Linked DNA regions of Mus musculus: all the other regions are linked to region 2. A link is a contact called in public promoter capture Hi-C data. All regions are on one chromosome and are shown on one strand. The core of a region is the stretch at or near the end of the contact, and the rest is flanking DNA. Distances in the headings are between cores, read along the strand shown. Region 1 holds the start of Tmem135 (transmembrane protein 135). Region 2 holds the start of Tmem126a (transmembrane protein 126A). Region 3 has its middle 18 kb from the start of Tmem135. Region 4 overlaps Tmem135 (transmembrane protein 135).

Region 1 (3,338 bases), core at 731-3,230, 1.1 Mb before region 2:
ATGCTGTAGATATAATACCAGGCATTCCACAAATATGTGTCGAATGAATGAACGAATGATGCTATAGATTTCAGGAGAAATTAAATTATAAACACTTCAACTAGTTCCTAATCCTTGAGGTTAAGAGTAATTTTTGAACAAATTACCTGGAATAGTTCTGCTTGCCTTTGTTTTGTGAGGGGTAGGAGATGGAGGAACAAGACAAGGATTCAGAACACAGGACCTTGAACATGCCACTAAGTTAAGTCCCCAGACTAGAAGAGTCTTCTTGTACGGCTGTTTAAGAGTCCAATGTATTTATAAGTGTTTACAGAAATCTGGGGCAGAGTTCAACAGCAGGACTCTTATCTTGAAAGTACAAGACAACAGGTTAGAATCCCAGCAACACCAAAATAATAATAACATAGTAACAAATATAAAACAATGGCTGGCCAGCATTCATATAGAAAAGCCAGTAACAACAGTCTTTAGGGAATGTATGTATATAGATACAGATAAACGTCTATATTGGTCAATGCTCTAGATCTTCACTTAACAAGGCTGGTATTCCCCAGTGTCTACACTACGTTAGATTTTATCAGAAATGTACTCTCTAGCCCCCACCAAGACCTACTGAATCAGAAATCCCATTCTAACATGATCCCTGGGGTTTCCTTAAAATACATTAAAGTGGGGAAGCACCAGTTTACATCATGAAAAGGGAACTTGGCTTCTGCAACCTCTCAGGGAGTCACTGTCTTTTCCTGTGTTCTGTCTATAATTACAAATTAGACTTCTCCATTAAGTTACAAACATAATCATACTGTCAAAGATGTCATCAGCCCAAATTACTACCTCAATGAGAAATAAGAATGGATCACTCATTGAGTATTGAACGAACTTTTAGGAAACATACAAAACATACAAAAATGATGTCTACCTTCTCAGCATACAGACAAATGGGAAAATGACAATGAACTTCAGTAGCCAAATAGCACATCTTCAGTGCCAGGATGTGGGAATTTTCTCCCACACAGTGGCACTCACTAGGAGAAGATATCTTTATCAGTTCTCGATGTTACTGGTAGGTTTCCAGATACTCTCTCTAAGCTTCCCTACTTGTAAATCTGTATAAGAAAATGACCTCAGCAACACGCCACTAAAACACCTTCAACGAAATCACCGCACAAAATCTCAAACCAGGAATCTACTCTGGGAACTTACGAAAGAACAAACCGTCAAGTGGCATCTCTGTCATCTCAAACAAGGACAAAATCTGTGACTAAGCAGGCTTGGGGTGGGGGTGGGGGGGTGTACAGAACACCCTTTTTCATATGAAAATGGGGCCGGAGAGTGGTAAAGTGGGCTGAGGGGACACTGTGTGCATGCATTGACTAAATATATACACAGCTCCAACATCTCTCCATCACAGAGTCTCTGAATCCAGGTTCTCAGAGCGATCAAGTGTAAGGCACTTGACCCTACCTGTCCAGAGCACATCCCCATCCTAGCAACAGGTGTCCAGTGACAGTTCACCATCGGGGTCCCCTCCCCCTCCTTCCGCCTAGGACTCCCCCCAGGCCTCTCACCACCCCTAAAGCTGACCTAGAAGCAACGAGCCCCGGGAGGCCCTGCACCTGCACCAGCGCCAGCCCTGCTCACCAGGTACAGGGGTGCGTAGATCCTGAGGGACTCCTCCAGGGCGCCCCAAGTGATCTGCAGGAAGGAGACCCTGCAGGAGGGGTGCCAAGTGTGGCCGATCTCGTAGCAGTTATGAGGGATGGACTTGCTGAGGGCCGCCATGACGAGTGGCGGTGGCAGCTGCGCGTGGTCAGGGGAACGCAGGGTTCGGCAGGGGCGGCAGACACGCAAGGGCGAGGCGGGCGCCGCGCGGGCCTCGGCGTGCGGGGTGCGAAAAGGTCACGGGAGCAGGTTACTCAAGGCCGGAGTCCTCGGATGTTGGCCGTCCGCGTATGGCAGCGCGAGGGGGCGGGGCGCGCACGACGGAGGCGGGGAGGGGAGGCGCATGCGCGCTCCCGCGGATGGGCGGGCTCCGGACGGGCAAAGGAAGCGAGCACCTTCACCCTCCGAATAGGAGCACGACTCAGAGAAGCACAACCGGGAGCGTGATGGTGGATCCCGCCTGGGTCGGGCTATATAGCTCAGCCCTTGTCCTGTCAAAGCCTGGCCAAAAAGAGCAGAGGGTAGTGGAACAAAAGGATTCTGTGTCTTTGCTGGGAGATGGAGGCACTTGCACCACTGTTGTCCCTCGTCCCATTGGTTCACCTAAGACTATCTGCGGTTGCAACACAACCTTCAACATTCTTGCTACTTGCTCAACCTCCTAAGCTCTATTGTGCCTGTGAAGTCTTGAAAATACTAATTTAGATGTGTTTAAATGCATGCTATATGGAAAGAGACAGTAGAGAGACCTGCCAGCCCCTAATGGAGTCCTAGCAACAGAATCCTTCACAAGTGCTTATCACCCAAGCAACATACAGAGCAGAGGCAGCTGCAGTGCAATAGAACTCCTGCCTGGCTAGAGAGCTTAATCTAAAACTGATTGCCATGACAATCCACCTGCCATATAGCCCTTGTGTATAATAACCTGCTTTCTTTGGACTTGTAAATTCTGTACTTTTTAAAGCAGAAAGGCTTTACCTTTAGATCATTCTCTCATATTTATTCAGTTCCTTCTACAATATTTACTAAACTAATATGATTTTCCAGCCCCTGTTTGAAACCCTGGACAGACAGATGTGGAAAAGCTGTGTTTCTGCTGCCAAGAAACTAATGTTCTAGAAGTGAGAAAAGTAACAGATAAGACAGGTGTAAACTATCTGCAAGATGCCTAGCTGTATACATTTTATGTATGTTAAATACCCTGCTAGCTATCACCTGTTTGCTGTGCTGCTTATAAAATGACCACTTCACTAACATGACATCCACACACTAGCCAAAAGGGCCAGAGAAAGGAGAGGGAAGAAAAACTTCTCAGGCTGTGCCTGGCAGCACACATCTGTAATCCTAGCACTTGGAAGGCTAAACAGACAGGTCTGGAGTTCAAGGCCAGGCTGAGCTATGCATTGAATTTGAGACCAGCCTAGGACTCTATCAAAAGACCTTAGCTTTTTCAAAAAGTAAAAAAAAAAAAAAAAAAAAAAAAAAAAAAAAAAAAAAAAAAAAGATAGAAACTTTTAGGTAAGCCTATGCAAATCTGTCAGCTAACATTTCAGCTTGGGCAAATGGCAGCTAAAGGCTGATAGTTATATCACTGCACAAAATGGCAAAACAGATACTAGAGACACTAATAGCATCAGCCATAGTCGCCTCTGGCTACTCAAACATCTGGACACATC
Region 2 (3,083 bases), core at 581-3,080:
ATCTTTTGAAACACTTTTAGGTAAAGACATTTTAAGACTATGGAATCTTACCTGTCTGATTCTGGAAGTTGTTTAATTTTTCTGGATATGATATTAAGTATTAAATCATCTTTGCTAGTACTTGGTTTATGACTTTCCATCTTGGACCTAAAAAAAAATATAACAATCCCAATTTAAAAAGTATATCTAGAAAAAGTCTTTTGAGATGCATAATTATGTAAGAGATGTAGATTAACTTAATGTATATATAGCATATAAGATTTCCCTCTCCCAATACAGCATACCAGAAACCTGAACAAGAAAAGCAGCGCATAAGTTTCTAAGACACTCCACAATCTTGATTTTCTAAGCAATTACTACATACATGAAACATTAAAAAAATGACTTAATTCAGACATGGTGACATGACTGTAGTTGAAACAGTTGGGGGGTGGGCTCAGGGCTGTCCTTGATAATACTGGAATTTGAGGCCAGCAGAGCTACATGAAAATTTATTACAGGAAAACAAAAATCCAAAGAATTTGTGCTAGACAAGTGGGGTGGAGGGGTGATGCAACAGACAGAGCCTCACATCATGAGAGAAAGCCAACATCCAGTAAACAACAAAAACATGAGGTGGAAGCTAAGATAACAGGGATGTCATTAGGTACACAGGTAATTAGTTTCACTTGGAAGCATTCAGGAAAGCTGTGACATCTGCTGGTGGAACTATAAGTTGTATTTCAAGTGTAATAGCCACTTTGTAAAGATGATTAGGTGTCAAGGGTTAGAAAGGGCTCAGTAGTTTTGAGAGAACACTATTGCAAAGAACAAGGGTTCCAGGGGACTGGAATCCTCTTCACCCTTCATAGGCATTGCAGGCATGTGGACACATGATGAAAGATTCGAGCCCTAGCACCCACGTCAAAGCTCACACACAGCTGTAACTTCAGGCCTAGGGTGATCTAATGCCCTTTTCTGGCCTGAGCAGGCATGGTACACATAGGATGAATATCAGTGTAGAATGGTGGATTCGTTTTTACTAGATTGGGCTCTTTAAAAACATACTTCCTGGTGACAGGAAAAAAGTCTGCAACCTGTGGTGATACCTCTACTATTGGGAAGCTGAGGCCGGAGGGTTGTGAGTTCCTGGATGTACTCCAAGACCCTATTTCAAAAGATAAAACAGTAGTAGCAATAAACCAAAACTCAGAAATAACCTGATAATAAATCAGCCTGTCTTGGGTCACCATTCGTATTAGTTAGCTGTGACAGCACTGGAACAATGTCTTACCAAATCTTGGGTACCTGTTGTATATATACAATGATTTGGAAAATGCTGCATGTGCAAAATTCCATAAATCTTGACTTAAAAATTAACCTCGAAAGTAAAATACAGATTTAGCGGTTTAGATCAGGATCCCAGGATTCAAGTCCTGTTTCTTCTTCCTGGTATTATTTCTCAGTTAATAAATCCCCATCAAAGACAAAGACACCTTGAAATACTACAAAGATCTCTGAAAGTTTCTGCATAAAAACCAAGCATCGGAAAATTAAACGTAGCAATTTGTAAATTGGCAGTGATTCTTCAACTCAATCAATTCAGCCAGGTCTTCCCCCTCACGGGTGGAAAGTGAAGACCGGGTCAGCACACACAGCGTTCCCCACCCTCGTGGCCACCCCGCGCCTCTCCCAGCGCGACATTGGCACAGCTACTCACCATTCGGCAGAATGAAGGCAGCTAATGGCAGCCTCCCCAGCCGCCGGTGCTTGCCCGGGTCCTCCCGCGCCGAGTCTACCGCAACCTTCGCTAGGGTCGTCTGAGCTCCATCTTTGGCTCACACGTGACTCTGTCTCCGCCTCTGTTTCCTGTCCACGGGCTTCCGGTCCAGGAGACGCTAAACTGTGGACTAGCGGTGAGGACTGGCGAGTCCGCTATAGCCCATCCCGGGTACAGCCTGCAGAAACAGCGGTGTGGCGGTGGCTGGGCTCGACACCACCCCGCCTGGGCACGCAGCCCGACTTCCGAGTCCCCGATCCTGGCGTAGGTTGCATGGCAGCCGCTAGGCTACGGGCTGATGAAGGCAACGTTGGCAGTGAAGTTAGCCTGAGATTGACTTTTTGCTCCATCTCGCTCTTGGATCTTTGTGCCATGTTATGCTGTGGGTGACTTCCAGCAGAACGTGAGCAATTCCAGAGCGAGTGCTTTTTTTTTGTTTTGTTTTGTTTTCCTCAGCATTCCCCATGTCCTCTAGAACACTGCTTCTGTGAAACAGGGTTAACGGAATGTAGTGAAAAACTAACGGTTCAAAAGTAAGGGAGCCGCACGTGATAACGTACGCCTTAATCCCAGAATTCAGTAGCCTGAGGCAGGGGGATTTCTGTGAATTCCAGGCCAGTCTGGTCTGCGTACAGTGTGAATTCCAAACAAAACAGCCAGGGGGAGGCTTAGGGTATAAGTCAGCACCACTGGGAACCAATGTTGTGAGTTTCCGTCTCAGTTTTCATCTGCATCTGTAAAACAGGAAAGGACAAAATTCTTTACCTGGTTATTTTGTAAAATTGTGAGTAGACTATAAAGACGCTTACCAAACTGAGAGGCCTGGAATTTATCAGAAGACTAATGAGTAAGATCCCTGTCCCGAAAGATTCCTGTCCCGAGAGGCATCAAGTCAATTCTAGTTTTTTTGTTTTTGTTTTTATTTATTTATTTATTTATTTATTTATCTATCTATTTATTTATTTCTAAATAAGACTGTACTCCAATTCCTGTGGAACCAAACCCCGGTCCTCTGCAGGAGCAGCAATTACTCTTAACCAATGAGCGGGGTGTTTGTTTGTTTTTCCCCAGTCCTTTTTACACTTTCCTTGTCCGGTGCTGGCATTAGGGTAGCGCTGACTTATTAGTGTCATTTAGCAACTGTTCACTTTTGGGAGCGTTTGTATCATTTTGATGTCATTTGCTGAATGTTTGGTAGAATCATCACGGGAGACTTCTAAGCCCAGAGTTTTCCTGATTGATAGAATTGTAATATAAATTCAGCATCTATAATAGATATTTCACTGTTCTATGCGTAGATACCTTTTAGATTGAACATCAAAAC
Region 3 (3,198 bases), core at 37-2,536, 1.1 Mb before region 2:
TTGTTGAGGGATGACACTGCAGGCCAATCAGCCTGGTGTTATATATTAGTCCAGTAAAATTAGTCAGGAAGGACTAGGGAGGTAGCTCAGTAGTGGAAAAGCTGACCAGCATACACAAGGCCATATGTTCAATTCCCAGCAACACACACAGAGAGGGGGTGGGGGGGGAAGGGGGAGAGGGAGAGGGAGAGGGAGAGGGAGAGGGAGAGGGAGAGGGAGAGGGAGAGGGAGAGGGAGAGGGAGAGAGAACTAAGCCAGAAAGCTCACTGAGAGCAATATCAAGTAAATGAAGTTATAATACTCTGTCAGTCAGCCAATTCATTGATCAGAAGAAAATCAGTGCACATTAAAACTAAAAATTCAAGTAGTATAGGAACTGCACGTAGAGGTTAACTTCTCCTTATTTCTATTATCACTCAGAAGTGGAGCCTCACTTTTAAGCTTAGTGTCAGTTGTTCCTTAGTGTATTTACACTTCCCCCACATAGAACTTAGGAAATCACTTCAGATTTGCTAATTTTTTAATTTGACTTTTTTTGGCTAGCTTTTTATGTTAATGTATAGAATTGCATAGTCTATTCTTTTTAAATGCTTTTTGTTTTAATCATATTTTATCCCTCACACTACATAAAAGGAAAAAATTAGAGAACTCTATGTAATTCAGAGGCCTGCCTTTACCTCTATCTCCCATTTCCCATAGGTAATCGTTGTTGTCTGTTAAAATATGTTCGACTACTTTTTCTCTATCGTTTTTCTCTCTCTTTCCCTCCCCAGGCACGTTCCCCACAGTTTTGGATTTTCTGCTTTCATAAATGAAATGATGAACAATGCTAACTTTCAGTCCTTATCAAATTTCAAAGCCCAAAGAACACGCAGAAGGACTGCACTCTGCTGATCACACTAAAGCCCTTTTCCCTCAAGGCCGTCTGCTCCTATCTTGCTTGCACTGCTTGTATTGTAGCCACTGAAAACATATCATAATAACTGGGAATGGAGCCACTCAAAAGAACAAGGTGTGTTAGTAAGCTCTCAGGCCCTTGGCTCTCTCTTCAAGCTTTAGCGTTATAAAATCAATCCAAGAAGAAACAAATATAGAAAGGGGTTTGAGGGAGAAATATGGACATTTGGGAGCCCTTGGGCCCCTAAACCATTGGTTTTAGATGTGGTCCACTCCAGGACTTGGGCTGCTTTCCCTCTTGCAGTCAGGAAGACAGAGCTTGAAGCATGTAAAATCTTGGATAAAATGCAACAAGGAAGGTCGGTGATTGGAAGAGAAATGTGCAAGAGCCAAGTGGGAATTAACTCAAAGGCATTATGAAAGTTAGCTTTAGTGCGTCAGAACTGCAGACTCTGTCCTGTATTTCTCAAAAAGTACCCTATAGGAACTTTGTAAAGCCCCAGAGTCCTTAAATAACGTTACTTAAGGCAATTTCATATGTCTAGTTATACAGATTATTTGCGAATTTTTGAACAAGAAATGATCTCCAAATACCCTTGTGTTCACTGATATCCTAAGGTAAAGGAATGCCCTGGAAGGCTTCCCATTTTCCAAATGTAATATTTTCCAAAATAAACGTCAGAGTAACTGCATGGCTGATAGCATGTGAACATTTTAATTCACACAATAATATTCTGGGGTTTATGGAAGCTTGGCCTTTGTCCAGGAAGTTTGGAACTCCAAAAACTGGCTGTTTCTTCTCTGTAGGGGGAAGAAGGAACACGTGACCCAGAATTGGTAAATTGGAGAGGAGGTCACCAACTACGCAGAGTTAGAGAAAGCAAAGCGAAGTGTGAGCTGCAGTGGGAAGGCAGCCAGCTGTATGGAAGGGTAGGACTGGTTACCATTACAGGCTTCCAAATTAGGGCCTCAGAGAGACAAGAGGGGAGAACTTAACTACCCTTTGCTTCTCTCTCTCTCTCTCTCTCTCTCTCTCTCTCTCCTGGGGGGTGGGGCTAGCATAATGACATCCAGATGTAACCCTGGGATGCCAGGGATCCCCACTTCAGTTTTACTACAAGTCCAGCATATGTAGCTGTCATGTTTGCCTCTTTCAAGGGAGCCTACCCAAATGGGCTTGATTGCCACCACCAGATGACATCACATTCTGGGGATGATCTGTACTTTTGTCTGTTCTGTCATAGTCTGTGAGATTCTTGAGACTAAGACATAAAATGCACACAATTTTTAATGTAAAATGTTGATTGACTGCATCTCTCTGGGTAGAAATGATCCCTGCCTTCTAGGAGTTCCCTTGATACATTCCACGTACGTCATTCTGGACTCTTCTTCACATTCTATATTGGACTATCATTTCCGCACGTGTTACCACCTCTATTAGACTCGTAATTCTTTGGTAAGAGAGATGAGATAATGAATGTAAATTATTGGTACCATGACTGATGAACAAATGATGGCTATTATTATTTTTATAATGAGGTTCCTAGACAATCAAAAAGCTTTTCATATATATGAACATGAAAAACTTAGGAAAATCACACTGAAATAGAATATCTTTACTTTGTAAGTCACTTCAGTAAACTATGCAACTACAAGAAACCCACTGGCTTGAAATAAGGGAATAATGGGAGAGATCTAGTCTTATATTTGTCTCTTCTTTCCCATTCCCCGTAGATATAAAGCTGAGATAGGGTTAAGGATGTGAGTCAATGGTGAGCGATATTATCCAAGGGGCACTATGCATGATGGACATATTATAAAGGGTGTACTATGGATGATGCCACAGCACTTGTCCAAAGTGGCAGCTCAGAGAAAAGGAAAATAGGCTCTGGCCTGTTTGAGGTTCTTGGTTACATCACCTCAAATGGATTGGGAACAAGGGCTTCTAAGAAGCTCTTGTTATAAAGGAAGGACCATCTGCATAGGGCTGGGCCAGCAAAGGTTTCCGAAGAAGGCTGCATGCTAGTGGGAAATAATGGAGGATGCTGAGTGCAGACAAAGGCCTCTGAGGAGCTGAACCTTACAAGTAAAGTCCCTGTAGACAGCATTGGATCTGAGTAGCATCTTCTCAAAATTATTTAAAAAATCAAAACATAGCTTCTGTCCAAAGAGCTCTGACCCGCCTCTAGAAGGCAGGTGAGACCAGTAAACTAATCAACCAAACCCAATCAACCAAACCCAAGCCCAGGAGCCCGTGAAGACACACAGCAGGGACCCAATATGACACAACAGAACACTGAA
Region 4 (3,102 bases), core at 73-2,572, 1.2 Mb before region 2:
CAAAAAAAAAATGCCACAATTATTCATATAACATGATTTTATCCTCCAACCAAAACCACAAAGAGAAATTTGGAGATTATTTTAATAATAATTCTCACCAATAGAATAGTTTCATACTATTCAAGTCTATAAGAGCCATAAGATACCTTGTGCAGATAATGAAAGCTGCTTGAAAACATTTCAATACTAACAGGCAAATTTCCTACAGCTTTGAAATGTCTTCCAATCTTACTCAATTTCAACACTAACGAACATTAGCTTTGAAGGGTGCACTCCATGCTACTAGAGGCTGTCAGTAACAGACACAGAAAAATAAGGATTTCTGTGCAAGCAGGGAAATGATTTCAAATGTATCATTCTGACAGACTGCACTCAAATGACAAGACAAACAGGAAGGAGAAGAGGAAAAGAAAAAACGGACATTTGGCCAGAAAGCTAAGCCATATAAATTTCAGGGTTGTATTGCATTTGTGATCATGTTTCTGTTTATATTTACAGAAAGCTGAAGCAAGAGCATTATTTGAACCCAGCATTTTGAGACTACACTAGACAATATAATAAGAATCCCATTCTCTTAGGGTTACTATTGCTGTGATGAAACACCATAACCACTTCAGCTTCCACATCGCAGTTCATCAACAAAGGAAGTCGATACAGGACCTGAAGCAGGGCAGGACCTTCGAGGCAGAAGCAGATGCACGGGCCTTAGGGCGTGGGGTGCTGCTTAGCGGCTTGCTACCATAGCTTGCTCAGCTGGCTTTCTTATAAAACCTAGGACCATCTGCTCAGAGGTGGTCTCACTCACCCAATGCCCTAAAATTCTGCATATAGTCCAAACGAGGCATTTTCTCAACTGAGGCTCCCTCCTCTCCAGGGACCCTAGCTTGTGTTGAGATGACATAAACTAGCCAGTGCAGCCATGCTTAAAAATAAAAAGAATTATAAAAACACTAAGAAAGAGAATTCCAGGAGCCAATAGTTACCAGCACAGTGGACACTGCTGAACACCCCTCTTCTGTAACAGGATGAATCTGGGGCATGTGAAGAGTAGTAGTATAGCTGAGTCAGATGGTAATCTATTTTTAACTTTTTGAAACCTCTCTACTCTGACTTCCACAGTGGCTACATCAGTTGGCAATTCCACCAAACAGCGAATGACAGCCCTTTCCCTCTATCTTCACCAACATTTACTGTCAGATCTTTTTTTAATTTATCTTAGCCATTCTGATGGCATGTGGGATTTACAACTTATGTACATAACGATAATACTCAAAGAATGAAAGGCCATGAATTTGAGAAGGAACTGTGTTGGAAGGAGGAAGTTTGGAACACAATAATGTAAATATAGAACTCATGATATTCTCAAAAAATAAAGAATAACTTTAAATAATAGTGGCAATGACCTCAACTATTACACTGGGAAGAAGTATAGAAGTATTTGGTGCTAAAGGAAATGTGAAGTGAAATTTTGCAGCACACTCTGTAGTTAACTTTACTAAGACACTTCAGGCTTCAGCAAGCAGGGGCAGTATCTGGAGTAACGGCCACAGATGTCAGCTGCCTTCTGGCAGAACTAGGTTTATTTTAAGAATATGTGTAAGAAAGGGCAGTTTTCCCAGGCAGTTGCTCAATTTTTTTTATTTTTATTTATTTATTTTTTTTTTGCCTGAAGAAGAAAAATGTTTCCTTAAATGTGAGGAAGTTCCTTTTTTCATTCAGCAATATCTAAGCAAAAATCAATTTAACAACTCTTTTTAAATCACACAAAAAACCTCCATAAGATAACCAATTCAAAGTATTTTATAAAATTTTTAAAGGCAAATGAATGATGTTTGCATTAGCCTTCCTATCCTATGAGCTAGTAAAAGCAGGAAAAACTTGAAGTCAGACATGAAGGCACACACGAATAACCCCAGCACTCTGGAAGTAGAGGTTGGACAACCAGAGTGAAGGGCCAGCCTCAGCTACACAGAAGATTGAAGGTCAATGTGATGTACATAAAACCCTGTCTCAAAACAAACAAACATTCACATGCACACATACACACACACACACACACACACACACACACACACACACACACACGGAAGGGGGACTCTAATCCAGGAAAACTATAAAGAAAAATTTTCTTGCACATTTCTAATAGTTCCTCAATGTTTCTTCAGTCTGGTCTTTCTACCACAGCCCAATTTGACTCTACAATAAACTGAAGCATGAGCTATGTTCCAGCCACTGTGGTTTATCACCCCATCTTAATAACAAAGTATAATATTTCACTAAGAAATGACAAACAATGAAATTCTAAAACCAAATGTTTATTTAAGCTTTATGCATGAGGCTGACACAACAAAGGCGTTGGAGCATTTCTGGTGTAAGTGTAGGAACCGGAAGGAGTTCAGATACCCAGAAGGTAATGTGCAGCAGGTGGGTATGGCGGCCCTGGTGGAATTCTAGCCTCCTGAGCAGACACAGGAGATCCCCAGAGCAAGCTGGCCAGGGGGACTAGCAGAATCACAGAGCTCTGGTTGACTCGTTCAGACAAATCTGTGGATGTTTTAACATTGTAAGAAAAAAAGAGGCCTTCTACAACAGTCAACAAAGAATTAAGAGCTTTCTGCTAAACAGCTATGAGGGGAAGTTGGAAGACAAATTCAACTCCAATCAAGCCTTGATTGCAGCCTTTGCCAATAATTTGGTCTGCAACCTCATTAGAGATCCTAAGTCTCCTTAATGCAAATGTTATCATGCGTACTCAAAAAGATGGCTATCATTTTTTACATGGCAAGCATTAAAAATACCAAATCATCAAACACACACCCAAAAAAAGAATATGAGAGTTTACTTGACTCTTATTAAAGCCTGCTTTCACTTTTCACTTCTTGGGAGCACCTTTATAGACAGAGCCAAGGATACACCGGGATTTCACAGTGACAGAATTCACAAAGATGGAGCTCATGTTTATCAGGGAGTCAGTAGCTTTGAAGTGTAGAGATATCTCCAACCATGAAAGAATTTAAGGAGTGAATCAACTTTGGTCCTATCTGACAAGGTTATGAAATAAAAACATACCAAGTTTATGTAATACATTTCTCTTAACTATCA

Evidence for each region. Promoter capture Hi-C pulls out the DNA fragments that hold promoters and counts their contacts. Capture Hi-C pulls out chosen DNA fragments and counts their contacts.
Region 1: a contact with region 2 is called in a promoter capture Hi-C map of pancreatic islet. The contact joins the promoter of Tmem135 here to the promoter of Tmem126a in region 2. A contact is called at or near these places in 2 of 39 promoter capture datasets (liver and pre-B cells), 2 of 484 Hi-C or Micro-C datasets (B cells and uterus), 3 of 115 datasets of contacts at active chromatin or transcription factors (embryonic stem cells and microglia) and 2 of 9 other capture datasets (liver and pancreatic islet).
Region 3: a contact with region 2 is called in a promoter capture Hi-C map of 3T3-L1-derived adipocytes, with 2.6 times the contacts expected there. The contact joins the enhancer-like site here to the promoter of Tmem126a in region 2. A contact is called at or near these places in 4 of 39 promoter capture datasets (the 3T3-L1 cell line, 3T3-L1-derived adipocytes, liver and 1 more) and 1 of 9 other capture datasets (adipose tissue).
Region 4: a contact with region 2 is called in a promoter capture Hi-C map of pre-B cells, with 4 times the contacts expected there. The contact joins the enhancer-like site here to the promoter of Tmem126a in region 2. A contact is called at or near these places in 4 of 39 promoter capture datasets (HPC-7-derived erythroid cells, hippocampal neurons, liver and 1 more) and 2 of 115 datasets of contacts at active chromatin or transcription factors (acute myeloid leukemia and large pre-B cells).

The regions. Positions count from the first base shown.
Region 1 is chr7:89,336,807-89,340,144 of GRCm38.p6, forward strand. It overlaps Tmem135 (transmembrane protein 135), which reads right to left and starts at 1,981. Exons shown (of 15, transcript NM_028343.5): 1 at 1,642-1,981. The coding sequence starts at 1,782.
Region 2 is chr7:90,455,373-90,458,455 of GRCm38.p6, forward strand. Tmem126a (transmembrane protein 126A) reads right to left here and starts at 1,831. Exons shown (of 5, transcript NM_025460.3): 1 at 1,700-1,831; 2 at 52-147. The coding sequence starts at 140.
Region 3 is chr7:89,354,760-89,357,957 of GRCm38.p6, forward strand. It overlaps a transcript of Tmem135 not described here. Among named protein-coding and RNA genes, the nearest start is that of Tmem135, 18 kb to the left of the region's middle. Within about 2 kb of position 1,287, at least 26 of the 459 cell types and tissues checked have an H3K27ac peak or open chromatin away from gene starts, as enhancers often do. A contact at or near this core is called in 3T3-L1-derived adipocytes and adipose tissue, where this site is marked.
Region 4 is chr7:89,215,254-89,218,355 of GRCm38.p6, forward strand. All of the region lies in intron 5 of Tmem135 (transmembrane protein 135), which reads right to left. Among named protein-coding and RNA genes, the nearest start is that of Tmem135, 120 kb to the right of the region's middle. Within about 2 kb of position 1,323, at least 72 of the 459 cell types and tissues checked have an H3K27ac peak or open chromatin away from gene starts, as enhancers often do. A contact at or near this core is called in acute myeloid leukemia, liver and pre-B cells, where this site is marked.